Linked DNA regions of Anas platyrhynchos: region 2 is linked to region 1. Evidence: chromatin contacts called from public Hi-C data. All regions are on one chromosome and are shown on one strand. The core of a region is the stretch at or near the end of the contact, and the rest is flanking DNA. Distances in the headings are between cores, read along the strand shown.

Region 1 (2,712 bases), core at 135-2,634:
GTTCCTAACAGTTGCAGTTAATCATACAGCTAAATCAGTAACTGCTGTTACTGATAGGCTTTAGTTCATTATGAGACTTTCACTATGTTAGCTAACAATCAACTCACTCCAGGATCTGCTTCCCAGTTCAAGATTTAAATTGGCACCAGAGTTAATAATGCAAAATAAAGTTTATTAGTAGAGTTAGTATAGCTGTGATGATCTGAATACACAGACCAAAAATATTTATAGAAAGTGATCACAGTTTTTGTTAAGCCATTTATTTTTTGAAAGATTTCTTTGGCTTAAAATTTTATATTTTGGTCTGAAATGGAGTGAGGTTTAGCTACCTTTAGGGCACTCAGCTTGTGCACTGTAACAGCTTAATTTGGCTCATACTTTATTGAACACATCACCTACAAACACAAGAAAACAAGAGTCATGTTTATGCATTTTTCACTACTGCCACAGTTCTGGAAGTATCAGTCAACAAACCTTCATACTATAAAATAGGAACTGGTGAGCCTACAAACACCTCACATATTCTGCTGTTATTTGTATGGCAAAGAGTCCCTGGTAGGTGAGTCAAAGCTCAGAGCCCATTTATCTGGGAACTGCAAATTACCATACGCTGTACTGAGCAGAGAGCTGTTATTCTAAGAAGAGTCTGAAAAATCCCCAGTTCTTAAAGTAAATAAATCAAAACAGCTATATCAATAAGTGGGGTTAATTATTAAAGCCAAATAACACCATTAAAGAATGACAGATTCCCCAGAAGGAGAGGCTTTGCCTTGCTTGAATGGACACAGTCTATAAACAGCATGACACCCAAGAGTGGATTCGTGCTAAGCTTCAGTCACTCCCCATTATCTCTGGGCTTCTTCACAAAGTTCATTGTTCATATCACTCTGCATAACAGCAAAGTCACCTGAGCATTTCCAGTATCACAACTAAGATCTAGCTCCTGAAAACAGCTAAACCTGTGGGGCACCTTATGCTGCAAGACTCACTGACCTGGATCGGCAGAACGAGAGGACACAACTGATCCATTATGTCAGAAACTGTGCTACGTCTTGTCAGCATACACAGGCTATTGTTGTTTGTAGCAAATTTAAACAACCTCCTACTTTTTCCCCTTGTGTTTCTATTCCCGTGTCACAACACATTTAGCTAAGTCTTTGTTCACTTGGGGGAATTATTCCACAGACAACATTTCTCTTCTCCTGCTGGGAATGGTGCCCGAGAACAAAGCAATCGGAAAGGCTGAAACCTCAGGCACGGAGAGATTAGTCAAGGATTGGTGCCACAGCCAGGACAAGTGTTTAGTCATCCCGACACAGCCCACTGAGCCCTTGACCAATAAGTTCCAGCCTTGCTTGTTGTCCTCACTGAGGAGTACAAAAATATATGAGAAATTCAAGCTCTGTGGTAGACGTCTGAGTCAAGCACTTGCCACATGGCTGTCACACCCACTGGTGTTTGGTTTACTCAAACTTAATAACTCTTCAGCGTATTACGTGGATTACGGAAATGCTGTAACTTTAGACGGGCTGGCAAAGCGATGTATTGCTGTAAAGTACTGTACTGTAATCCCTCCAGCGGACACGGTGGTCTCTTGATCTATCCCTTCATACTGTAGGTTTGTGGGTCTCTGCCCACAGAAGTATTTCTGACGGAATATGTGATGGTGCCCGGCCAGGTCTATATAATAATTTCCTTTCCCATCAGAAAGATTGACTAGTAAGGGATTTACTTTCTATGTGAAATAACCATTCTGGTTTCACTCTTTTTCCTAAGCTTGGAAAAAATCTGTCAGGTTTTTATAGCATGTGTTTAGAGAAAATTACCCTATTTACCAATTTGCCAAGCCTTTTTTATCTGAAAACTTTGACACTTAAAGGGCGTGAAGATGCATCCTTTTAGAAGATCATAAAAGAAGACTTCGTTTTGTTTGGATTTTCAGCAACATGCAATTTCATCCCACCCCTTTCCACGTGAACCAGCATTAATGGATGATGTTGTAACAACCCATGCAGATATTGTTTACAGGAAGAATGGAAAGTCCCCAAGCTTCTCATCTGTTTCATGATCGTTGTTTTGTGAAGGCTACACATTCAGGAGACTGCTTTAGTAATTTAATTTAACAAAAGGTTAGAAGTCATCAGGGTACCTCTAACAGGAATAATTCAAGCAAAAATAAGAACCTGTATTTTGCCTACTATCCTTCACACTGTGTATGTATGTAACTATCTATCTATCTTTATGGTATCATATATATCCCATAATACTGTACCACCATATATTTATTTATTATATTAAGATAACACTGAGTAGTAAACAGATTCTCTGCAGAAAGTACAACCTAATAAAGGCAGGAAAGATAAAGGAGAAGAAAGCATTGTTATGTCTACTGAAATGAAGCATAAAAACATTGACCACTTTTTTCCAAGCCATCTACGAGAACTGCCTGACTTAGATGCCTCAGTGATTGCAATGCTTAAGCTCAAAAGAGGAACGTGTTTCTCAGCAAGCAGGGAGCCAGCTCCCAACTTGTTATGCTGCCAGTGAAGACAGGTAGTAGGGGATCTGAGCAAAGGGTAACATCACTTGCCAAAACAAGAATAAAGAAATGAACACTGATTTCTGTGTCTTCACCGAAAAACTAACTTCATACCTTGGAGGTTATGTTTCTGTGACTGCTGAGCCTGTGAGCTTGGCAGAAAAAAGAAAACA
Region 2 (2,712 bases), core at 94-2,593, 110 kb before region 1:
CTATCTGCCGCTCAGTAGCTCTTCAGGCTATATTCAAACTGTTTGTCATTTACCTTCTTGACATTTAGCCGCACGCTTGCTTTATTTTTAACAGCAACATGATGAACTGAGGTAAGCGAATTATCGCCGAGCACAACTTGCTATTTTTCCCTAATTGCTTTAAAAAAAAAAAAAAAAAAGAGATTGGCAAATAATTCTAAGGCAAGTGCAGGTTGTCCAAAATGAGGGCTTTGTAAATAGCTGGGGAAGAGAAATAGGCTTCCATTATGTGTCTGAAAACCATCCCAAGAGCATCCAGACGACACCTCCCAGCATCAGCGCAGTAAGTGCGGGGTCTCAGAGATGCCTCTCCCCAATCCTTATGGAATAAATCAGTGCCTGGAAGGCGGCTTCTCCTCTTTCAGCTGGAGAAGGAGCCCAGCGAGGCTGTTTGGGAATCGCCACCCTTGAATTCTGTAGCTCCACGGTGCGTATATTGAGTTTAAGACAAAATATATATATATCTTTATTCTTTGTGGGGTAGAATAGCAGTACTCGAGCTCGCTTGGCTTAACGGAGCCTCGTGAGTAGTAGCAGTTGGCATCTGAGATGTTGAAATATTTCTTGCTTTTCTCTTTGGGATGACGCGTTTTAACTTTCTGGAGAGGTTTCTGCTGGGGTGGACCTGAAACAAATCGCAAGGCCGAGGCTGGGGGCTGGCAGTTGGCCCAACTCTGTCCCCGCTGGACAGTGTAACTTCAGATGTGCGAAACTGAGCCCTGGCTGGCTGCTGGAGGGAGCTCCTGGGAAGCCTGGAACAAGCTCAGGAGTTGGCGATGTGTGTTTGAGGCTACTCTGCGAAACGCTTGCCTCTTTTCCTGCGATGAGTAAGCAGGGCTCTTCCTCCTGCATTTACTTTGTGCTGAGCTGGGCCAACAAGCAACATGTTTGAAAATCCCGTGGCAAGGAGTTTCCAGCAGACACTGGCAGCTGCCCTCCTGAATCAGGGTCCAATTTCCAACAGGAGCAAGGCCAAGCTCAACAATGAAGTTAAAAGCCAACCCGTGAATAAACTGACTTCCTTACATTGTAAATACATCGGAAAAGGGCAACAGTTCAAAAGGGAAAACCAGCAAACCTCCAAGGACTTTCCTTGAAACTCAGCCCCAGGTTGTTGTTGTTGTTGTTCATCGAGGTGCCCCCGGGAGAGTTGTGCAAGGCCAAGAGGCAAGAGAAAGTTGAAGCAGGACGCGGCCGAGAGGCCCCCAGGACCTAATGTGGCTTCGGTTTGTGCACAGCCAGCTGTGGAAGGGGAGTGCAGTCCTCTGACACCGTGTTCCTGAGCTGAGCCAGGTTTTTAGGTCAGCTCGAAGTTCAGCTTTGATTCTTCAGCTGCGTTGGGTGGGGGTGGTTTTTCAGCGATGTGTATGTGGTAATGTGCATTGGATGTGGTTCAAGTCGTCATGAGGGGGGAAAAAAAACAACAACCCATAACGCTTCAGTTTAGTTTTCTAGTTTGGGTGGGCTGGGAGCTCTTCTGAACTTCTCCCTCTTCGGAGCTCTGAAGGCACCAGAAGATCTCAAGAGGCTGAGATCTAGCGTGTGCGACCTCAGGGCCAAGCCACCTGATTCTTGGAAGCGACAAAAGGATGGAGCAGAGAAATTGCCAGCCTCTAAAAACAAAATAAAGAGCAACAAACGTATCTGGCCTTCGGAACAGAAAGCGGATCTGTTGTTCATCAAGGAGTATGGGAAGGGACGGGGGTGAGTTTGTTTGTGGAGCCTTTCGGTGACGGTCAGCTGCTTTCCAGCCCTCCGTGTGTTCTGTATCTCTAGGAGCTGGAAGCTGGGGGTTTGTGCTGAGCTGTCAAATCTCAAAAATCAAAAGAAAAAAAAAAAAGTCATAATAAAAATAAAATCGTGTTTAAAGTATCTGCCTGCTTTATGCTCCCCGTGGAGCCTGCAGTAAGTGGTCGTTCCTCCTTCCATCAGTTTTATTACTGGGAACAACAAGCCTGTTCTGCCTCTCCGCTGCCGCTTTAATCAAAGCTTTGCTCCCAGATAGCCATCAGAAAAGCCATCTGCAATTCAATTAGATATGAGCTTAAACTCGTGAGTGAGCTCCATGAAACTGGCCACAGCCTGCGGGGGCTCTGCTCCCTGCCTCGTCCATGGCCTTGTCCCCTTGTCCTCCTCATCCGTGGCCTTGTCCCTGCTCCTGGGGCACTGACCTCATGGTGGTGGCCTACAGAGGCTTGCAGCAAGCTCCTGTGTCTCACAGGGGGCTGTTTGGAGTCGTGCCCTGGAGATAAATGTGTCCCCCGAGCTGTGTCAGGCCGGTCCCCAGGCCCACGTCACGGCCTTGTTGACAAAGGCCCTAAAAGAGGCTGAGGAGAGCTTTCATGGCCTCCTTCAGAGTGTTTCTAAGGGCTGTTTCTAAGGCTCGCAAGTGAAAGCAGTCAGGAGGGAGGTTTGTGTGGGCTCCTTTTTAGAAAAGGTGCTGCTGACAAAAACCTCGAACCAGAAGAGAAGCGAAAAGCAGAGGTGGGCAGCGGGAACGCGCGTGGCTCGCAGCTCGCTGCAGGCTTTGCTGCCCCGGGGGGTGGCTTGCTTTGGTATTTCTTTGGTCGGCGGGGAAGGAGGTTGAACACTTGCCTGGGAGAAAAAAGAAACAGGGATCAGGGCAATACAAAAGTGCTGAGATGAGGAGAGAAATGTAGATACTGATAGGTG

The links. Hi-C and Micro-C count contacts between places; a contact is called where the count stands out from the background.
Region 2: a Hi-C map of liver shows a contact between it and region 1, with 2.2 times the contacts expected there. The contact joins two enhancer-like sites. A contact is called at or near these places in 2 of 8 Hi-C or Micro-C datasets (liver and skeletal muscle).

The regions. Positions count from the first base shown.
Region 1 is chr1:176,742,368-176,745,079 of IASCAAS_PekinDuck_T2T, reverse strand. No RefSeq gene overlaps it. Among named protein-coding and RNA genes, the nearest start is that of CCDC122, 110 kb to the right of the region's middle. Within about 2 kb of position 1,384, at least 2 of the 8 cell types and tissues checked have an H3K27ac peak or open chromatin away from gene starts, as enhancers often do.
Region 2 is chr1:176,851,897-176,854,608 of IASCAAS_PekinDuck_T2T, reverse strand. LOC119715568 (a long non-coding RNA gene) reads right to left here. Exons shown (of 3, transcript XR_011806413.1): 3 at 1-2,712. Among named protein-coding and RNA genes, the nearest start is that of TSC22D1, 81 kb to the left of the region's middle. Within about 2 kb of position 1,343, at least 1 of the 8 cell types and tissues checked has an H3K27ac peak or open chromatin away from gene starts, as enhancers often do.